2 separate regions of the Sorghum bicolor genome follow, and region 1 is linked to region 2. Evidence: chromatin contacts called from public HiCAR-type data. All regions are on one chromosome and are shown on one strand. Each heading gives the region's core, a stretch centred on a gene start, on an enhancer-like site or on the middle of the called end of the contact. The rest is flanking DNA. Distances are from core to core; before and after follow the strand shown.

Region 1 (4,554 bases), core at 1,073-3,572, 200 kb before region 2:
GAGGTGACTGGGGGCAGAGGAGATGGCTTCGATGATGGCCGTTCCCCTTCCCCTTTTTAGCAGCCTCTTCTTTTATTTGCAGTAGCAGTTCAGCCTAGCTGGAAGCACCCCATTGGCCCAGGACCGTACAGTATGTACAGGAACGTGGCGAGGCTTCGAGAATATTGTCAACAGGAGACTGAGGCCAATCTCACCGTAAAAGTGGAGATCAGACGGCGTAAAAGAATTTTGCTATCGTGGAGTAGCTCAACGACCGCCGACGCGTTCCCAATTGTAGGAGAGAATGTTCCTCAGTTTTGTGGCTTGAGCTTTTAATTTTTTTGGCTGTATAAATTTTACGTGGATATAGAGCCAAACTTTATATCCTAAGAAAGCCCGATGGGCACTCTGGCGGCCTGCGGCCTGCGGGCATCATCGAACTGCTGCACAACGCCACAGCCAGCAGGAGACGGCCCAGACAAGACCCTTGCGGGCTACTATTCCTCTCTCCCCGGAGCTGCTCAGCACTCTGGCGGGCTTCTCTCGGCCCCTTCAATTTCCTGTCCACCAGCATCGGGCCTTGTTTACTTGCAAAACAATTTTGCAAAATGTGAACAATAATATTTTCGTTTATTTGACAAATATTATTTAATCATATGTTAACTAGGCTCAAAAGATTTATCTTGTAAATTACATGTAAACTATATAATTAATCATCTTTTTTACCTATATTTAATGCTCAATACATGTCGCAAGATTCGATGTGACTGGTAAACAAGGCCCAGGTCGGACGACGTGCACTTGCGCGTTCCTCCCGTGCGTCCAGCCGTCGAACGTCGCCTCGCGCGACAGGTGATTCACGGGCGCCTGCTTCGGCGGCCGTGGACAGAAAAAGAATAGGTCAGTCTCAATGGTAAGTTTCATTTCACTGTTTCTAAGACTGCCACATCAGCTTTAAAACCTTGGATTAAAAAATAAAACTAGCTCTCTCAATGCATAGTTTCATTGCACAGTTTCATAGGCAATCTGTAGCATTTAATTTTGTATGGTGTTATGATCAACTGTGTCATGTGCATTATGTGGCCATTTGGCATTGGCGTTATTCTCACACTGGTGTGCTATCAGCCTATCACATGCCAAAAGAAGTATATTAAACATAGGACGACGAAGCTACCGTTCAGTTAGAAAAATGAAGTACGTTAAACATGCCAAGTCGATAACATTTCAGATAGATGTTCATCTGATTGAAAATAAATATTCTAATAGCCTGCCTCTCAGTTCACCGTAGACATTCAAGGATAGTAGCAGACTAGCAGCCAAATCTTGACAATGGTGATTTCCCAAACACCGTGCACTCCAGCTTCTGAAAATGAAGTGGTGAATAAAAAAAAGTTACTGTTGTCCGGTAGAAGATGGAGTAGTGAATATAAAAAAGGTTACAACAGAACTTGATGGGGATGAAAAAGCCCTGTGAGCTTACCACATGTTTCGACGACATCCAAATTTGTTCCAAATATGTTCCACCAAATCTTTCTTCAACCGATGATGCGCCGAACGATCCCGAATATCACTATCTTTCTCTAAAACTCTTTCAAATGTAACATATTGGTCAGAACGAAATTCCGGTTCTTCGACAATCACTGTACTTGGAGCCTCATTCAAATCAAGATTCTCTTCTAGGTCATCTTCCTTTTCATCTTCAACTATCATATTGTGAAGTATGATGCAAGCTAGCACAACATTGTGGAGTTGATCCCGGTCATATAGACGAGCTGGTTGTTTTAAAATGCAAAATCGACGGCGCAATACACCAAAGGCCCGTTCAATATCCTTCTTTGCTCCTTCTTGTTCCTGTGCATATAACTTATCCTTTTCGGATATGGGCATTGATATTGACTTCACAAATACAGCCCATTCTAGATATATTCCATCAGCAAGATAGTACCCTATGTTGTGTTGATTCCCGTTGACCATGTATTGGACTCTAGGAGCTTGTCCCTTTAGCTGTTCAATAAATATAGTAGACTGGTTCAAAACGTTGAAGTCATTGTTAGAACCCGCGACCCCAAAGAACCCATGCCAAATCCAGAGATCATGTGATGCCACAGCCTCAAGAATTATAGTCGGCACTTTCTGATCACCTCGAGTAAATTGCCCCTTCCATGCAATTGGGCATCTTTCCCAGTGCCAATGCATACAGTCAATGCTGCCAAACATACCAGGAAATCCTCGTTTCTCACCAATTTTGAGAAGACGCTCAGTATCCTCCACAGTCGGACGCCTCAAGTATCGTTCACCAAATACTGATATAATACCTTGCACAAAATTCTTCATTGCCTCCATTGTCGTAGTTTCTCCAATCTTCAGATAATCATCGAGATGATCTGCAGCGCTGCCATTAGCCAATTGGCGAATAGCCGCGGTGCATTTTTGTAATGGAGTCAGTCCTTGGCGATTAGTCGCATCCACCCTTTGAGTAAAGTAATCTGACCATTGGCCTAAAGCCTCAACAATACGCAGAAAAAGGGGTCTGGCCATACGAAATCTTCGGCGAAAAATTTTGGATGAATAAACAGTCAGAGAAATAATCATCCACTAGACGATGACTGAAATCCTCACGAGGCCTTCTGATGTACTTAGGCGGATGCAATCGATGATCGTCTGCCTCTTTTTCAAGAGCTTCCATGCTATTCTTCATAACCCCCATGGCTTGATCCAGTACCTCATCCAGGATGTCATCCTCAGCGATGAAATCGTCCAAAATATTGTGATCCAACATGTCAAATCCACCTTGCGAAAAAATTCCCTATATCAAATGAAACTGATTAAATCGCAGGTGAAGCATATTCTAGTACCAAGTTGCTGAAATGAATAACACTACTGACACATGTGCTACAGGATCATTTAGAAACACTGATTCTAAAGAACGAATACTGAAACAAATCATAGAAAATATTTAAGATTCAACACAAGTCCTGATAATAAAGCAAAGTAACAATCTAACTGCATACATCTCTTAAAGTGTGTCTGTAGTAACTATTTTTCAATTACAGGAAAAAATTGTGGCTACAAATTGAAATTCCTGACATTCTCTTTATCCAACACAGATCAACAACTACAAATTGAAATCCACCAAGATACGAGCTTACCACTGATTTGTAGAATCCAAACCAGAGCCCTGTCGTAGAGTTGGGGAATGGCCTGCACCGTTGTCAAATCCACGCCATAGCCCTGTCTCAGAGTTGGGGAAGATCGCCAGAGGTGGCACAGATGGCGGCTGTGGAGCACCGTCGTACATAGGGAGCTCTGTCGCAAGGACCTCCAGTTGTCAAGGACGGCTCGCCCTACCGCTTGCCGACGTCCCTACGCCACCCACGGAAGGCACGAGCACCGGTGGCGGCTCGTGATGTCTCCTACCCCTGCGGCTTGCCGATGGAGATCTGCCGCTCACCCGAAGAACTATAGCGTTGGGGATTGAGGGAGTTGGCGCGAAATAGGAAGGGGAAAGGTGGGAGGCAGCGATGGAACGGAGAATCACGCGCGTCGGAGATCGCAGGAGATCCCATCGAGCGTGATGAAATGAAACTCGATCGTCTCAATGGGGATTTCATCGTCTGGGTATCGGTGCCGGCTGGGTTTCATCCGGATGAAACTCGTTTCCTCTCTCTCCTTATTAATATCTTGCCAACTTAGCATATTTACTGATGTGTTACAACATTAATTGAAAATAAAACTTCTTTGAAACTTTCGTTGAGACTGGACTAATCGGCTGGGCCGGCCGCACGCAGACGCCGGCCGGGGTCGTGCCGTGCATGCATCCAACGTGTCCCGTCCGTCGCTCGGCAGTCAGCAGCAGTCACCCGGGCGGCCGCCAAACGTGCGTCCGGGTCGGGCAAAAGCATTAACGACGACTCGTGCGACGTGTGCGTGCGTCCCAGTTCGGACTTCGGAGTGGCAGACAGACACGAGACGAGCCAGCGCGCGCGCGGCGAGACCCATGCAATGCATGCGTCCGGCATCGCTGTCGATCGGGTCGATCGTCTGCTGACCCCCCCACCAGGCCACCATGCATACCATACCACCATACCATACCATTATTATAATCTATCTATTATTTTAGGTCTTGTTTAGTTTGCAAAATTTGTGGTTTTTGACTACTATAGCACTTTTGTTTTTATTTAACAAACATTGTCCAATCACGAAGTAACTAGGCTCAAAAGATTCATCTCACAAATTACAGATAAACTGTTGAATTAGTTTTTATTTTCATCTATATTTAATACTCCATGCATGCGATCAAAAATTCAATGTGACAGAAAATCTTAAAAATTTTTACGAACTAAACAAGGCATTAGTCCCTACTCGTACTTAGATAGGGACGTGCCGGCCTGCGGTCGTGCGCCGCACCGGTCCCTTGTCCATCGCTCATCGCTGGCCGCGCGCTCCGCCGCGGTTGCGGTCGCGGGAGTCGGACGCGGTCGCGAGCGTGGTCTCTGCAGCGACCATGGCCGCCGTCGCGCGAGGTCTGCCGTGGCCATGGGTTGCGAGGTCCGCCGCGCGCGTCCATGGCCGCCG
Region 2 (4,311 bases), core at 1,702-4,201:
TGTATGGGTACTTCTTATGTCTATTGGATTATTCTGCAAGCGCACAGAATATACTGATGTAGCACTTCAACGAGGATAAGTATTCCAAGGTATCATGATTTATTTTATCCTAAGAGAAAGTAGTGCTAGGAATGTTTAATAAAAGGCAAGAGCGATCTTTATGTCTACTATAATCTAGTATTGACTAGTGAAGAAGGGGGGTAAGTAAATGATAGAAAGGGTAGATAAGTAAGGTAGCAAAGAATCTAATCTAAGGATAACTAATACAGTGTTAGCTAGGTGGAAGGACAACGAGTGAGTATAGGACTCCTATGTATCTAACTTTACTCCTGTGGCCTTAATCCTAATAGATAACTGACTTAGCTAGACTGACTCCTACAACTTGTATGAAGGGGATAGCCAAGAAAACAGGAGACAGAACCCCTGCTTGAGTGACTATACTCTTATGGGTGCCCTGCCTTTTAAAGAACTAGTTTGTACGTGAGGAGAAATCCTAATGCCAAGGAGGACCTATCACTTCCCGCCAGTGCGCTCCTACTGTCTGATCAAACCAGCGACACCACCAATAGTGAGCCTTACCCTAAGCACCGCGCTTACACTAACTCTTATAACTCTTGCTAACATGTAGATAGCTAAAGCTTCTATGCGAGATAGGACGATGATACACACACACAAAGAGTTGGTACAGGAAACCACTCCAACTAAGGCAACTATACTACTAAGACAAATACACAACAAGACTATAGTGACTATAGACTTGCACTAAGTAAATAATTAACTAAATACTAAGTAAAGTAAAGAAAGAAAGATATATTAATAAAAGGAAAGTCTTACAAAAGAGGAAAGCTACAAGAGCTATATCAGACTATCCAGAAGACGGCTCCGGAGACCCTAACTTGACTCTAACTCCCACTCTAGACTAACTACTACTACTCTTGCTACTTATGGATCCTACGAATCTTGGGACCTTGTTGGCCTCTTGAGATCTTGGGGATGCTTCTCAAGGGTGGAGACAACCTCTATTTATAGAGGAAGGAGAGGGGGTGCCACGTCAGCAATCCGTGTGCTCCATGCCTCTCCACCCTTGGATTAACCGACCTTGCAACCACCATAAATGGACGACATTGGTGAAACCATCACGTGGGAAGCATGTCCAAGTTGGTGAGGAGCCAACCGACTTGGAATCCCACAAGGTAGGGATCGGCCGACCCCCTCACTAAGTGGTGGGCCCGGCTAGAGATTCTAGAAGGTGTCCCCACCTGTCATGTGAAGTGGCTCTGATAGTTGGTAAAATTTATCATGCATGCTTGCTTCCATGTGGGCCTATGGATCCACGTGAAATAATCTTTTACCATTGAATGGAAATACACTTTGATCTGAGGGTGGAAATGGACTCTAGGGACCTTGGCATGGACCAAGGCCAAATCTCAGCTCAAGGTGGGCCCATAGTGGGGTTGCCCAACCCCCTATGTGGGACCTCCCAAGCTAAGTTTTGTGTTATCTGTCATAAGAAGCTTAAGAGTACAAGTGGAACTAGTTATTGATAAAATATGTTCATGTTATGCTATTCTTCCTTGAAACCGAGGTGTGTTGACGGTGCTTTAAGTGTGGATTTCTATGGTATATCCACCGTCAACAAGATCCCCCAAGCTTAACCTTTGCTCGTCCTGAGCAAATAATCAAACTTAGCCTCGGCAGATGAGGTATTGTTACTAGGATTAGGTATTGTTACTATGCTCACATTTCAAGAGTACCATATGTACAACAAATTTCTTCTCTTTGAATGAAAAATTTAACTTAAAAACTCACCCATATTACCTTAGTCAAAAGAAAACTTAACGTTTTTTATCAAATTCTTTATTTTATTTAGTGTTCTTTTATAAAACCACATTTTTCTCATTTTATATCGACAAAAACTAATTAAATCTTGGAATATTTTTTTACCAAATTCTTTATTTTATTTAGTGTTTTCTAATAGCAACCTAAAATAGCAACCCGAAATAGAAATTTCGGGGTGTTACACTTTATGTCAGCAATCTTAATTTACACAAGAAAAAAATAGATTCAACATATACGATGTATCATAAATATTAATAATCTCTTGTATATGTTCAATCAAAGTTAGAAATATTTAACTTTTCGTAAAGTGAAAACCAAATGAAGTATTATTCTCATAATAAAATAATATATTTAATTGGTCCTAAAATAAATGTACATCTCGCTTCTCGAGGAGTCATATTTTTTTAATTTGAGTACAAATATAGAAATAATAGTATTAATATTCGTATTTCTAAGTAATTTTATTGTGAAAATATACTCTATGCTTAATCTAATGATAGCTGTTGAACATCAGAAATATTAGTATAATTTTATATAAATTTGATCAAATTTTAGAAGTTTTGAACTCCACATGAAACGAAGACAGTAATATATAAAGATTTATTTATTTTTATAAAATGCAAAGCTCAGGCCTTGTTTAGTTCGCAAAAATTTCCAAGATTCTCCGTCACATCGAATCTTTGGTCATATGCATGGAGCATTAAATATAAACAAAAATAAAAACTAATTGCACAGTTTATCTGTAATTTGTGAGATGAATCTTTTAAGCCTAGTTATTCTATGATTGGACAATATTTGTTAAATAAAAACGAAAGTGCTATCGTAACAAAAAAAAAAATCAAAAATTTTACAAACTGAACAAAGGCAGTTACATTCACAACCCCGTGCCTCCCCCGAACCGACCGTCCGCACCACATCCCACAGTGACTCGGGCGTGAGCGGCGGTCGGTCTGGTTCGTCTTCCCGGCTGCTGTCTGTCGGTCTGTGTGTGGCCGCTGCTCCTATCCGCAGCCACGCGACGCGCGCGGTCGCCCGAAGTAGCGTAGCGCACTGCGCTCAGCGCACGTCTCTTTCCTGGCGCTAGCCAAGCGGCTGCCTCCCTGCAAGTTGCTACTGCTATCCTCTTCTAGCCTAGTACTACTACTACCGACGGCGACTTGGTCCAACCCTGCCCACCCGCCGTCAATTCCCACCAAAAACTAACCGCCTGCACTTTCAGGGGAGCGGACCCGGCCGACGAGCCACGCCGACGCTAGGGTTTGGTTTCGCCGGCCATGGACCTGCCTCCGGGCGCCGCTCGCCGCACCACCTACTCCCTCCTTCCCCAGTTCCCCGACGACGCCGCCCCCGCCCCCGCCAACGTCCTGCAGCGCCAGTCCAGCGGCAGCAGCTACGGCGCCGGCAGCTCTATCTCGACCTCCAGCGACTACCCATTCCACCTGCAACCCCCCGCCTCGGCCGCGGGGGTCGCGCCGCCTGGATCGGCAGCGGCGCCGCCCGGGGCTGCTGGCTCTCCCTGCAAGAGCTGGGCGCAGCAGGCCGAGGAGACCTACCAGCTGCAGCTCGCGCTCGCGCTCCGACTCTGCGCCGACGCTGCGTGCGCCGCTGACCCGGGCTTCCTCGACCCAGGCGATTCAGGAAGCGGGAGGGGCAGCGGTAACGGGAGGGCCTTCCCGCTCGCGCAGCCCGCGCCCTCTGCGGAGTCGCTCTCGCATCGCTTCTGGGTCAGCACTCAGTTCTATGCTCTCTCTCTCTCATGTAATACTTAGGCCCTGTTTGGTTCCCCTTGCTAAATTTTAGCTGGCTAAACTTTAGTCACTTTGACTAAAAGGAGCTACAATAGTTTAGTTCCATTAGTCACCCAAGAGTAGCTAAAATAATTTTAGCTAACTAAAATTTAGCAAGGGGAACGGGGCCTTAGTGTCATTTCGGGAAACGGCTGCTCGCGATTTATGAGAAATCCAGATGTCAGAATGCTGCAACATGGTCACAAACAGTGCTGAACAAACCATTAAGGCATTAATTAATCTGTAACCAAAAGCCTTAGGTTCAGTTGTTTGACTTGGTACTTGGTAGATAATACTGCAGTTCATGCTTACCACATCTTATGTTTGGATTGTAGCTGAACTCATGTGAAATGAAATCATACAGTATGTCAGTGTATCAAACACCACCAAAGATACATTTATATATGTTCAGTTGGAATTCTTTGTACTACCTATCGAGACAAATCTTTTTGTTGTATTGGTATTCTTTGCAGCTCGTCTTGGATTACTGTTTCATGCTTGCTTCCTAATGCTTTTTCAGGTAAATGGTTCGCTATCGTACAACAGCACAATATCAGATGGATTTTACTTGATTCATGGGATGGACCCCTTCGTATGGTCACTATGCACTGATGTACAGGAAGAGAACCGCATACCCTCCATGGAATCGCTCAAGTCTGTCCGTCCTGATGATTCTTCCATTCAA

The links. HiCAR-type assays count read pairs that join an accessible place to other places.
Region 1: a contact with region 2 is called in a HiCAR-type map of leaf, with 4 times the contacts expected there. The contact joins the promoter of LOC110432642 here to the promoter of LOC8061690 in region 2. A contact is called at or near these places in 2 of 4 Hi-C or Micro-C datasets (both in leaf) and 1 of 1 datasets of contacts at active chromatin or transcription factors (leaf).

What each region holds. Positions count from the first base shown.
Region 1 is chr2:19,732,901-19,737,454 of Sorghum_bicolor_NCBIv3, reverse strand. LOC110432642 reads right to left here and starts at 2,322. Exons shown (of 9, transcript XM_021453418.1): 1 at 2,178-2,322; 2 at 1-52. The coding sequence starts at 2,322.
Region 2 is chr2:19,532,619-19,536,929 of Sorghum_bicolor_NCBIv3, reverse strand. LOC8061690 (serine/threonine-protein kinase CTR1) reads left to right here and starts at 2,951. Exons shown (of 17, transcript XM_021454079.1): 1 at 2,951-3,563; 2 at 4,147-4,311. The coding sequence starts at 3,114. It overlaps LOC110432263 (a long non-coding RNA gene), which reads right to left and starts at 942. Exons shown (of 2, transcript XR_002449681.1): 1 at 835-942.